Linked DNA regions of Gossypium hirsutum: regions 1 and 2 are each linked to region 3. A link is a contact called in public Hi-C data. All regions are on one chromosome and are shown on one strand. Each heading gives the region's core, a stretch centred on a gene start, on an enhancer-like site or on the middle of the called end of the contact. The rest is flanking DNA. Distances are from core to core; before and after follow the strand shown. Region 1 has its middle 29 kb from the start of LOC107956709. Region 2 holds the start of LOC107954510 (ethylene-responsive transcription factor CRF5). Region 3 holds the start of LOC107954504.

Region 1 (4,703 bases), core at 1,632-4,131, 150 kb before region 3:
GAGGATGTGAAGGGTTACTTGTTAACTAAAGACAAACTCAATAATATGTTCGGTATGGATAGGAAGTCAGATAGGCAAGTCTCAGTTTTGTAGCATCAAGGAATCATGACAAGAGATGTCGCTACTACAAAAAGTTAGGTCATATTAAGGTAAATTGTTACAAGTTGCGAAATAAGATGACTACTGAGAGGAACGAAGAAGAATTAGTTGATGCTAATTTGGCCGACAATAAAGGTGATGAATGGTTGTTGGTGTCTACAATCGAAAGGTCTAAGTTTATATTCAAATGAATCTTGAATTTAAGGTGTTCTTTCCACATATGTCCCAACAGGAACTGGTTCTCCACATACAATTCAGCTGAAGGTAGAGTTGTATGTATAGGGAACGATTCATCTAGAAAGATAATCGGTGTAGGTACCATTCAGATTAGGATGCACGACAGGTTAATCAGAACACTGTCAGGTGTTAGACATGTACCTGATTTAATGAGGAATCTCATTTTCTTGAGTTTGTTAGAATCGAAGGGTTGTAAAATTAACATCGAGTCAAACAACATTAAAGTGTCTCATAGGGCTTTCGTTCCGATGAAAGGTCGAAAGACTAACAATCTTTATATTTTGCAAGGTTCAACGGTGACTGGTAAAACAACAAGTCCTTTGTTTGTTAAGGAATCGGAGTCGAGTCATTTGAAGCAGAGACAATTTGGTCATAGGAGGGAAAAATGTATGACCATTTTGAATAAGAGAAGCTTTCTTTTGGGTGCGGGATTTGGAAAAACAAAGCATTGCGTTTGTGGAAAGCAGACTCGAGTTAGTTTTGATTTAACAATGCAAAAGTCAAAGACTAGAAGTTTTCTGGTTTAAAAGTTCAAGTACATCTTAGACTCAATTAACATCCTGCAAAGTTCAAGATAGACCCGTGGCGTGCTCGACAATTAAGGCATTGTGGAAATATGAGTCAAGGTAGAGATTTATAGAGTATGCCTCGCATTTTGATCAAATTAAAACACAAATAGATAAATACGTTACGACGAAGAGCCATGTGATGTCACGACGACGCGATGATGAAACATGGGAGAAGAAGAAATGACGTTGCAACGACACAATAGGGGACATCGCGACATTGCGACGTGTCATGTAGTTTTCTCAATTTTCTTCTTCGAGTCGAATTCTAATTATTTGTCCCAATCGAACTCTGATTAGTGTTGATTATTTCAAGATTATTTGAGCAACAAATTTAGTCTATAAATGACCCTTTTCTACCATAGAAAGAAAAACCCATAACACATTTAAGTATTAGCTTTTAAAAGCTTTCAGAGAATTTTATGTTTAAGTTTTAAGAGTTCTTATATTTAGGTTTTAGGGTTTAGTTTTTATCTCTATTTTTATACTCTTCATTTTTGTCAATTTAGTGAAATTATCTTTGCCCGTAGTTTTTTATCCTCTTTAAAAAAAATTTTCCATGTAAAATTTGTGAGTTCAATTTTTTCAATTTCTTCATTATTTTTCTTATTCGTTGTTTACACGGATTTTTTCCCAACAAAAACTAGTATACTATGTTTAAATGTGTTTTTATACTTATTTTGCAGTTAAATAATCTATTATTTTAATTTAGGAAATTGTTAGCAAGCCATTTCAGGTGTATAAACATCAAGTAAACAACACTTGGTCAAATAATGTTTACAATATATTTTTCTTTAGTTGTTTTTATTCATTTTGCAGTTAAATAATCTATTATTTTAATTTAGGAAATTGTTAGCAAGCCATTTCAGGTGTATAAACATCAAGTAAACAACATTTGGTCAAATAATGTTTACAATATATTTTTCTTTAGTTGTTTTTATTCAGTTGAGTTTCCTATTTTGAAGGAGGGTGTTTCTCCACTTTAGTTCTGCAGTGTATTTTTCTGCAATTCAGTTGGGCGATTATATTTCCTTAAAGAGCAGTTTCTCTTATATGTAAATGAGCAAGGAAGTTAATAGACTGTTTTATGCTTGAGAATTTATCAAATTCCCGGACAATATGCAACCATAGGTAGAAAGAAGAAAAACCCCTTATCCCTTTCATTTTCTCAACCCATTCCTTCATTCAGTTGACCCATAACTAGATCCAGTTCTAAGGACCATAACATTTTGGATTCAAAGCCAAGAGTCACAGGTGACATCATATAATAGGACAAAATTCTCCATTTTTGCCATGAAGAGCAATAGAAGCAAATTTGGCAGCTATTACCCAAGACTTGGGGAATGCTAAACAGGCAACATCATCAGCAGGGGCAAAAAGTTATAGTATTACACGAAAAGATAAAGGTCTAGTAAGAATTACGAGTTCAAATTTTTCGGAGGAAGCAGTCTTGTTCCCAAATTCACAAAGTTAGGTTTTTCACATTTTGATGGACAAGAAGATCCTTTGAGATTGGTTAGTAGGTGTAGACATTTTTCCCACAATCAACTGACGTTGGAAGAGGAGAAACTAGGCTTAGCTTCTTTTCACTTGGAAGGTACAACTCTAGGAAGCACGGACATGGTTCATCCCTCCTCGTACCGGTTTCGTACGTGTGTCCAACACGGACACTCGTCGGACACGCCCCGATACATACGGAACATGCCAGAATACATCAAGAAAAAAAGGAGGTCGGACAAGTTCCCGACATGGGTGTCTAAAAATGGAAATATGACAGACGCAAGAAAATTAGATGGTGGCTGACGACGGCGGCTGAAATTTTGATGAAATGTTGGCTTTTGAGGGATTGAAGGTTGGAGAACAGAGGTGTTTACAAAATGGTGTCCCTGAGTTTGCAAGAATACAGATGGAGAGGGATAGAAGAGGTCTGAGTCACTGGGGCTCTCTGGATGGATGTGTAAGTTTTGGGTAGAGGAAGAGACGAAGGTAGTCGAAGGGTCTGTTGAAAACTTGGAAATGAAGAAGAGATAAGCACAGAGGGGTTTTTCCAAGAACTTGTTGCTTTTCTGGAACTGTGCCTTTAGATTTTTTCAGCTGAAACTAGGAAGTTTCTAGAGTACCCTCTATTATTTAGTTGGATAAAAGCTTGTTTTCGGGCCTTTTATGACTGTTCTATTTTGGGCTTTATTTGATTTGAATAAAATTTCAGTTTCTATTAAAAAAATAGTAAAATAAAATATCAATATTTTCATTTGCATCAAGTATTTTAACATAAAAAAAGTATAAAAATATGAAAAATATTTTTTTATTTTCGTATCTTGTCATATCCGTATCTTCATATTTTAAAAATTACCATGTCGCCATGTTCGTATCGTATCATACCCGTATTGCGTGTCCGTGTCCATGCTTCACAGTTACGACTCAATTATAGTTTCTAAAATGGTGAATGACACATCTAATCCTACATGAGATGAATTTAAAACTCAGTGCTGCCTTTTTTTTTTTTGGACCTCCAATCCAGTGAAACAATTGGAAGAATTGGCGAAACATAAACAAACCAGCATAGTGGTTAATTATCAAACGAATTTGAGGTCCTTGTGTCCTGAGTCGGAATTTTTTACACAAGACTAGAAAATTAAACTTTTATCTTTGTGGGTTGCAAGAATACATTGCAATCAAGGTGGAGCTTCATCAGCCTAACGACTTGGTAACTGCCATAAGTATGTCAAGGCTGTATGAATGCAAGTTATTCTCCCGAACAAGCTACTTGGATAGTAGACGAGCTCCTACTACCATTGAAATTAAAAACAATAGATTAATTAAAAGGCTGACTCGAGAAGAGATGGAGGATAGAAGAAGATGGGGACTTTGCTTTAATTGTGATGAAACTTTTTTTTTCATGGGCATCAATGCAGAAAATTATTTTGAATAGATCTAGTAGAAGAAGAGTTACTTGACCAACAAGACCAAGAGCAACCTCCAAAACTTCATTAAATGTCATCATGGGAATTAAAAGTCTACAAACCATGCGATTCGAAGGGATTTGGAATGGAAGCATAGTTCTTGTCCTCATCGACTAGTAGTACCCATGGCTTTGTCCCGTCTTCTGTGGTGGAGGAATTAAGGGGAGCGCAGTTCTTTCCCGAGATGGATTTGTTGTCTAGGTATCACCAAGTGCGCATGTATCCATCGAATGTTGAGAAAACGACATTACCTAGACATCATGGCCATTTTGAATTTTTGTTCATGCCATTCAACCTTACAAATGATCCTTCTATTTTGCAAGTGTTGATGAATGAGATATTTTATCCATACTTAAGGAAACTTGTGGTGGTGTTTTTTTTGACATTCTTGTTTTTAGTAGAACTTGGGCGGAGCATTTCCATCATCTCCGGTTGGTTTTTTAGCTCTTGACAACTAATAAATTATTTCTCAAAAAAATTCAAGTGCTCTTTTGTTAAAAAATTGATTGCATATTTGGGTCATATAATCACGCCACAAGGAGTTCAAGCTGATGCGTTGAAGATTTCAGCAATCTTAAATTGGCCCAACCAGCAACAATTAGGGGATTACATGGTTTTCTAGGGTTCACGGGCTATTATCACAAATTTGTTCCCAACTATGGACTAATATCAGCTCCACTCATAGTAATGTTGAGGAAAAAATCCATTCTAATGGACTGAAGAATCAATTGCAGCATTTGAAAAACTAAAGATAGTTATGAAAACTACACTAGTGCTTACTCTTAACTGATTTTCACAAGCCATTTTCCGTTGAATGCGATGCATTAGATTTGGAATA
Region 2 (4,131 bases), core at 1,471-3,970, 190 kb after region 3:
AAAAGTTTATTTTTAGGAAAACATCAGAGCTCAGACCTGTTATTTGAACTGCCTTTGTTAATGGTTTATGAGTAACCTTTTCCCCCCTAGTTTATTTCCTTGATCTTCAATCTTTGACCATTATGAAATTTTGCTATATATTTTTGGGGTAACCAGCTACGTCGACCCGTCCCCACCAATTCTGGGAAAGTAGGGAGGGGGGCCACCACCTCAAAGTCAAACTAAACTTTGCATCGCTATGTCGCTGTTAGTATACATTTAAACCAGACGTAAAAAGAAGAAATGAACATCAGTATTCAGCGAGAAGAGTCGACTATTGGGCTACCAGTAATCCAGAGCTTCAGCTTGCAAGTGGGTCTGCTTACCGACAGCAGTCCAGCAGAGGCTGATATTAGCCGTGATTTTTGAAACCACCTTTGCTGCTATCTTTGTTCATCATAATTAAATAATCCCCAAAAGCCTGCAATCCACGAACCACCTTTTGTAACAAATCGATTTTTGACTGAAAAAAAAAAGATACTTGTCGTTACCGGAGATTCAAGCATGCCGGGATATATCACCTGAAAATGCCAAGGCCTAACCCTAGTGTGCAGGTAGCCCTATGGCTCTACGACAACCCTTTCCAAGACGTTTTTAGTATCGTGTCAAGACTTTTTTATGTATTTCTAGAGGCTGGTTGGCTCAGCCTTGGGGACAGGGCAAAGCGAGGGCAGAATCGTGTCTAAAGATCCCACCAGGGTCAATCTCTGTGGGGCCGACGTATCATTTATTTTCCAAAGGATTCAAAATCAACTTTGTCAAGTGGATGGAATTGGGTCCTCTAAACGAGAGTCCCATGGGGCATCTCGCACTTGTCTGTTTTCTCAACTCAAGATAATGTCCTTATCAATTGAAGTCACTGTTATACTGTTCCAAGGCAACCCAAAAACATCCCCAAAACAAAGAAGTGCCTCTTAATATGGAACATAACGTGTCTCTCTTGCTCTCTTTCATTATTTTCATATATAAGAAAAAAAATCCTTCTTAGAATCGTAGTTGGCATATTTTTTTAACCTTGATGGTGAAATCAGAGCACGAGAACTTGTCAATGAAAGAAACATAACTACTACTTCTTTTAAGACGATCAAATAGTAAATTTTTCCAAAGGGTCATTTTACTTTCTTTTTTTTCCCCTTTTGTTTGATGGAAAACCAAACAGGGGGAACAAGTGGCATGGAATATGAATGGCATGCTTAAAAAGAATGGCTCTTAACAAAACTCAAACGAGTTCATGGCTAACAAGTGTCTAAGGTGGCAAACCGTTGAACGTGGGTACCCAACTTTAGCTTAACTTGGCAGCCTTTTGAGTCCCGCGCCAATGCACCCATTAAAGATTAAAAAAATATCTCACCGACCCCATCAATTACCCGGACAAGAAAAAGAAGTAAAGCAATGAATTCAATAACCCGAAACAAAATAAATTTAAGATTTTTTACTTTCTTTTTAAACAAAAGACATAACGGCAAAGCACGCTTCCTGGCATACAAACAACGACCATGCCAATTGAAACGCACACCAAACCTGTTCATATCCACAAAAAAGAAGCCTTAAAAGAAACCAAGAATTTACATGTTTACTTGGCATTTCTTTACACACTGTAGCAGCAGTAGAGAAACACATCTAGAAAAAGGTATCCAAAATTCCACTCGGAATTTACCATAAAATTACGCACGGCAAAAAAGTATATACCAGCAACTCAGGTAAACATGGGCAGCAACAAGAGCCAAAACTACTCTGATCTTAATAGTAGTTATCCACATCCCAGGAACAAGACCCGAAATCAACATCCAATTGAATAGAAATATCACCATAATCATGTTCCAAATTGCTGCTTGCTTCCGGTAAACTCAGTTCATCAAAAAATATGGGTGTAGGGTTATCAGAATCCAAGTAATCATATAAAACCACTGGATCTGTTAACAAAAACTCGTCTAATAAGTTACTTGGGTATTGAGAGAGTTCCTTAACAGGGCTCCACCCAGTTTGTGTTGTTGAGTCATCTTTGGACTCGGTTTGAAGTTCAGTTTCTTCATTCGACTGAAATCTCAGAACAGAAGTTGGTGAACAGAGTGAGTGAGATTCTTGGCCAGAATCATACCCGGAAGTCATTTCAAGTTCAATCTCAGGTGGGGAGGGTCTGGCAGGAGGCTTTATAAAGTTGGTGAGAGCGTCAGGGCCTTTGATTCGAATCGCGGCTCTGTCATAAACCAAAGCAGCTTCTTGAGCCGTATCATAAGTGCCAAGCCAGACCCTGGTTCGACTTGTCGGGTCTCTGATCTCAGCAGCCCATCTTCCCCACGGCCTTTGTCGAACCCCACGGTACTTGACGCCGTTAGACAAACATTGCTGCTGCTGCTGCTGCGGTTGTTGCTTCTTTGATCTGATATTGACAAGATTGGTCTTATTGTTAGTCGGTCTGTTTTGCTTGTTTGATGGCTTGTTGGAATTGAATGTAGAACAATCTCCGATCCTGATTTCGCTAACATGCCTTTTCACTGTGTGATGTCTCTCCTGCTCGCTTTCATCGCTAGAAGAATCGGTGGCATCGCCATCGGTGACAGAAATCCTGACGATCCTAGGGGCTTTGGGCTTGGACTCCATGGGAAACCACTTGCTCGATGCCTTGAGTAGCTTATTAGTAACAGTTCTTCGCTCTGTGTATTTCACCCTCCCTGGATTCATTTCCAGGTGGTTAACATAAAGAAAAACGGGGATTCTGTTTTCGAGAGAGAGAAGAAAAAAGAAACTAAAACTTTGGCGGAGAGTAAAATCAAAAGGCGAGATACTGGAAAGGAACAGGAGAGTTTGAGTTGAAAGGAAGAGTGAAAATAGCAAGAATCGCTGTTTTGTAGGGGTATCCTCCATAAAACTACCTTATTTATTTCTCTTAACAATCAAAATTAGCGAACAGGTGACTTGCTGCTTCTCACTGTAATGACACGTGTCCTAAACTTCCCTCCAAATGTGCTGGGTCCTCCTATTCTGCTTGGTCCCCAAGCAACAAAAGCCTCACACGCTCTAATGCCCGCCGTGTCCTACACGCTTCAACTGCATTGGATGCTTGTCCTCAATTATGATATTTGATTGGCTGTTGGAGGTATATACTGCAGAATTTAAATTTATGATTGATAAAAATAAAAGATTTTAAATATTGTAAAGTAGGCAGACAAAAAATAAAAAAGATAAATAAGAAATGTAAAATTAGAATCTCAGGATTTTCATTCTATTTGTCCAAAAATAATGGATTGGCCCAAAATTTCTGTTGGAAAAAATCTTTTTTTCTTTTCGGTGGCAGTTGACTAGGAAATAAAACAAAGATTGGGTGATTCTCTTACTATAAATATAATTAGTATTATTTAGATTCCATTGAAAGAAAATTAAGCGACAACCAAGTTTACAATTAGAAATGTAAAGTTGGAGAGAAAAAGCATGAGTGGGTAGGTAGGTAGAAAACATAAATAATAAGAAATAAGTTCTATATTCAAAGATTTATTTTTATGCTCTCATTTTCTTCACACCTAAACAATTATGTGGTGGGCTTTCCTTCATTTTATGGGCCTCCAAGTCAAGCAAGAATGAGTCACTCGCCCCAAGGAATTCACCAAAATACACTTATAAATCCACATCTGCTTATTTGATTAGTTGGATTAGTGATATATAATAAAAATATATAACTTATTATAAATTGTTAAAAGATAAAAATAAAAAAAAATTGTGGTTGTTGGAATCAGACTGGTTAGATCAAGAATCGACCGATATATTTATTTGAAAAAAAAGAGTTAAATCAACTTTTATGCAAATCTCTCAAAATAGGCTAAAAACTGGTTGAACATATAGTTGAATTGGTTTTCTCCTTTTTGATATGTATTTTTTTTTAAAATTATAAATTTTTAAATAATTTATTTAAATAAAATTAGCTCGACTGGTTGAACCAAGGATCGGTGCTTTGACTAGTTTGATCATTGATCTAGTTTTAAAAACCTTGCAAAAGAAAAACAAGGGTTCAACCAATTATGGATTTTTTATAATTTTTTATTTAATTATTGATGAATCAATGATTGAATTAATAATAAATTACGTTACTGGTTCGAC
Region 3 (4,305 bases), core at 382-2,881:
CGGCAGCTGTTGGTATTCCCCTGGCAACTGATGCGAGGTTCTTCCAAGCACTCGGGATCCAAATGCATTTCCATATGCAGGAACATGATTTGGATCAAGCATTGGAGGATGCAGTCCATGCGGAGTCATTGCATTCGCACCAGGATAAGCATACGATTCTGGAAATTGAGCAAAGTAAGAGGGTCCTGCCCTAGAACCATCTTTATCAGGTCCATAGAAAGGTAATGAAGGGTTTTGTGATGCGGAAGAACCATTTGGAAACCAGGAACCAACACCACCAAATGACTCTGGAGGAGCAACCCTCCCATCAAGTGGAACCTTATCTTTTGGTTTATCTACCACATTACAGGACCTACTAAGTTGCTCCTTTATCTCATCTAGCTCCCTCAGAAGCATAGCTCGATCTTCTTCGAGGAGAATTCTACCAGAACCATCCTGGTCAGTTTGAGCCTGCAACCCATAAGAAGCATCTAACTGGCGGTTTGATGGGCGTTCATCCGGATGGTCTTCGGTAACATCTCTTGGAATTCTCGGAAAACCCTCCATCTCTTCTTGCTTCCCAGCGTCCCAATCAGGAACGTCTCCCAGTATTTGTGATCCACCAGTATGCCCAAATTTGGAATCGAAAATCTCGTTTTCTGTTCCAGTTAAATTTACCACCTCATCCTTATTTGCACTAATATCATTACCTTTGTCAACACAGCATTTATCAGCAGGAAGTTTAGGTTCATTCCTAGTTGTATCACACTTCAAAGAGCCAGCGGTTGATTTACCACCCGCATCACATGAGTCTACTATACCCTTCTCCGAAAAATACGGAACTTGGTAGGAACTCGGCCGAGCCTGTCTTCTTCCCACTTCTCAGAGGAAGTTTCTGGTTCACAATTCTCAGTTTTTGCTGTTAATCAAACAACATTCCACTATCAATTTCATGCAAGAAATTATGCTCATTTGATTGCAAAAGGACCGAACTAAAACAGGAAACTGGAATCCAAAGCCTTAAATGATTTCAAACTACTATAATAAGCAAAATTTCAAGTTAACACAGATACATGACAGGGTGAGGGTAGAGACAAATTTGTGTCTCTTGCGTTCAACAACTTTCTCATCAACCAAACAAAAAAGTAGGAAAATAAAGAAAAATATAAAGAGAGAAAAGCACCTCGAAGAACAGCGCCGCAGCCACCACATTTGTAAACAGAATAATCTGTAAGTTCTGGAAGAAGGTTTTCGCACTTTGGACACAGAGCCAACCTTACTTTGGTTGACTCGGTCATTTTTTTTAAAGTCATTCAGAGCCCCAGCACGCCAAAATTATAGAAAACGACGTCACGCCAGAAGCAATTTACTTAAACCATTCCTTTTCTTTTAAGAGCTAAAATATCCCCCACGACTCTTGGCAACAGCCATCGGCATCAACAAACTCGCTTACTCATTTACTTATATGAAGCCAAATTTGGGAACCCAGAAATGGATAGGTAAGGAGGGAAAAAAAGAAAAGGAAGCTGAATTGACGGTTCTAATAAACTTTCCTTTTAAAAGCCAAGTTGCTGGGTGGTTGTTCTTGGTTTTCTCAGAGCAAACATATAAACAAAAGAAACCCAGATTACATGATAGTTTCCCAAAGTTGTATGAAAAATAAAGAATATTCATACTTTAAAAGAAAATGTTGATTAAACTATTATCTTTTAACCATGTTGCTAATGTGGAGGTTACGTGTTAAAAGATTTGGAGCTTTGAATTTTTCACACATTCAAGTTTTGAGTTTTTTATTAATTAAATAAATTACAGTAAATCTAATTCCAATATTTGATTTTTTTTGCCATTGTACGGCTTCTTGACTTTTTTTTTAAAGCTCGACTCCCTTGCATTATATGTATTATAATTTTTTATATCATTTATTTTTATGTTTTGAAATATTATAATCAATTTAAAAAAATCAAATTGATTGACTCGCAAACAAGTACGAATTGATTTTACTTATTTTTTATTTTTTTATATTTTATTTGACCAAATCCATTTCACAATAACTTAACTGGTTTGATCATCAATCCGGTTTTGAGTTTATTTGATACAAACAAAAAGTGAGATGCAAGAAATTAAGAGAAATACTCATTTTCAATCTTAATGCATAAAAATCAATAATTTTCTATCTTTTCTATAAAATACAACTATAAAAACAGAATTATATTTTCCATTTTCCATTTTTATCTTTCTACTTTTATTTTATTTCATTTGGCTCTACTAAGCATAAGACTAAGATAAAAAATTATGGTATTAAGGTTGTACAATTAATGCAACCAAAGAGAGAAGAAGAGGAAAAGCAGTGATTTGTCGGTCGTGAAGAGTGAAGGAAACTGTGAAAATCTATTTCAACTCTGACACATCTCATTGTTGTTTGCCCTTTAAAATATGCTTATAACAAATATTATACAGAATTATATTTACTTGATAGTGTTATTAACCCTTTTATATAGAATTTTTAATAAAATATTTGAAAATGATAAATGGACAATATTCAATAAAATGTTGAGTAGGTAAGCCATCATTTTATCAATTTTTTTGTATTTCTATTTTAATATTTGAAAATTTAATAATAACTGAAAATAATTTCATGAATAGTTCAATTATTTAATATAGCAGAAGTCAGTCAGCTAAACCAGGGGATGTGGTCCCATGCTTACTTAAACGTAATAATGGAAAGTTTTGGCACAAGCTTCTTTTATTTTCCCATTACTTTTATAAGGGACAGGGGAGAGGGGGTCGTCCTTTCGTCTTGTTTTTCTTTTGGGAAATAAATGAAACATTGGTGGGAAAGGGCAGTCGGCATGGAGGGGTTTCACTTTTTAACTATGGATGATGATAGTGATTAATCGCGTGTGTTTTGAGTTGAGTGCAAGAGGTCGAGTTTTAACGGCAGCAATTAGAAGGACGGTGGGGCTTTTAACGTGAAGTTTGGTTTACGTGTAAGTACTAAATAATATAATTAATAAAGAGGTTGGAACTAGGCTTAACAATTAATGTCCACCGCACAACATAACTATTCAATATTAATCACAAATTTAATACAATGTCACTTATGTTCTTCCATTTAAATTAATCTACCTCTACGGTCGCGGATCAAATTCCGTAATCATTGCACACAAAATGTTTCATAGAGGTTAACTTATTAAATGGGGTTCATTTGATCCGTTTAAACTAGCTCAATTCATGGAACTCATGAAAAGTCTTATCTACTTAAACTTTGGTGGGTCCAATGAAATACTCCAGTAAAATTAGAGTTACCAAGGTAATTTATGTAAATATTAAGGGATAGATATATATAGGGTTTAAATCCCTTAGGACACTCACCTTGTAAATAGACACAAATTTCAACCGTTGACGTAATTCGATCTGTACCATTGGTTTGGAGGAGAGCTCAACTATCAATAGAAGCCTTCCCTTCATTTGTAATCACTTAATTGTAATCATTCATAGTAATTTAATACTATTGAGAGCATTTACTCAAACACTTTATGTGTACTATTTTTTTGTGGTTTTCCTGTTCATTCATTGCTGTTTCGTTTCGAGTTTGCTTCCCTTCTACTTTGATGCCTTAGAGAATTTCAACAAGAATTCTCATTTCTCAAGTGTTAGGCTAACTTTGCGGACTTGAATCCAAGAAATCGCTTAAGGCCGTGTGGTTTGCCAGGCTAAAGTTCTAGGCCCATAACAGTTGGTATTCAAGCCAGTGTTTGAAGGTGTTGATTGAGATGTCAAAAGGAATAGAAGAACAAAGTTAAGTCGATGGAGACTCGTGGGAGAAGCAAGAAAGCCAGTAACTCGAGGGATATGTTGTCAACTTTGGAAGACAGGGTTGCCAAACTTGAAGGCTTCATGAGGGATATGAGAGCGACCTTTGAGATAGTCGATGGACACACTGACGAGTTAGTCTAAATGAGAGTGCAACTCAATGACTATATGGCAGAGGCTCTTAGTTTAAATCAAGATGTGATGAAAGAGACCTTCAATGTCATTATGGATGACCAAACTGAGAGGATGAAAAAGAGGAATGACTTTTTAAAAGCTTCAATTATGACTTTGAATGAGGAAGCTAAGGTAATGATGGCAAAATTTGAGGAGCTCGAGGGACAACTCATTGTATGTAAAGCTGTTGTGGGTAAAAGGATGCTAGTCTCAATCTCTAAGCAACGCAAAATAGATGTTCCCAAACCAAAGGAGTTTAAGGGGACGAGGTCCATGGGGGATGTAGATAATTTTCTCTAAGAGACAGAACAATACTTTCATGCAAAGGGTATCGAGGAT

The links. Hi-C and Micro-C count contacts between places; a contact is called where the count stands out from the background.
Region 1: a Hi-C map of leaf shows a contact between it and region 3, with 1.9 times the contacts expected there. The contact joins the enhancer-like site here to the promoter of LOC107954504 in region 3. A contact is called at or near these places in 4 of 34 Hi-C or Micro-C datasets (anther, hypocotyl and leaf).
Region 2: a contact with region 3 is called in a Hi-C map of leaf, with 2.2 times the contacts expected there. The contact joins the promoter of LOC107954510 here to the promoter of LOC107954504 in region 3. A contact is called at or near these places in 2 of 34 Hi-C or Micro-C datasets (callus and leaf).

Annotation. Positions count from the first base shown.
Region 1 is chrD07:23,218,535-23,223,237 of Gossypium_hirsutum_v2.1, forward strand. It overlaps the pseudogene LOC121219155. Among protein-coding and RNA genes, the nearest start is that of LOC107956709, 29 kb to the left of the region's middle. Within about 2 kb of position 2,882, at least 7 of the 9 cell types and tissues checked have an H3K27ac peak or open chromatin away from gene starts, as enhancers often do. A contact at or near this core is called in hypocotyl and leaf, where this site is marked.
Region 2 is chrD07:23,560,607-23,564,737 of Gossypium_hirsutum_v2.1, forward strand. It overlaps LOC107954510 (ethylene-responsive transcription factor CRF5), which reads right to left and starts at 2,721. Exons shown (of 1, transcript XM_016890096.2): 1 at 1,780-2,721. The coding sequence starts at 2,721. The coding sequence ends at 1,780.
Region 3 is chrD07:23,374,036-23,378,340 of Gossypium_hirsutum_v2.1, forward strand. It overlaps LOC107954504, which reads right to left and starts at 1,632. Exons shown (of 6, transcript XM_016890090.2): 1 at 1,163-1,632; 2 at 1-898. The coding sequence starts at 546.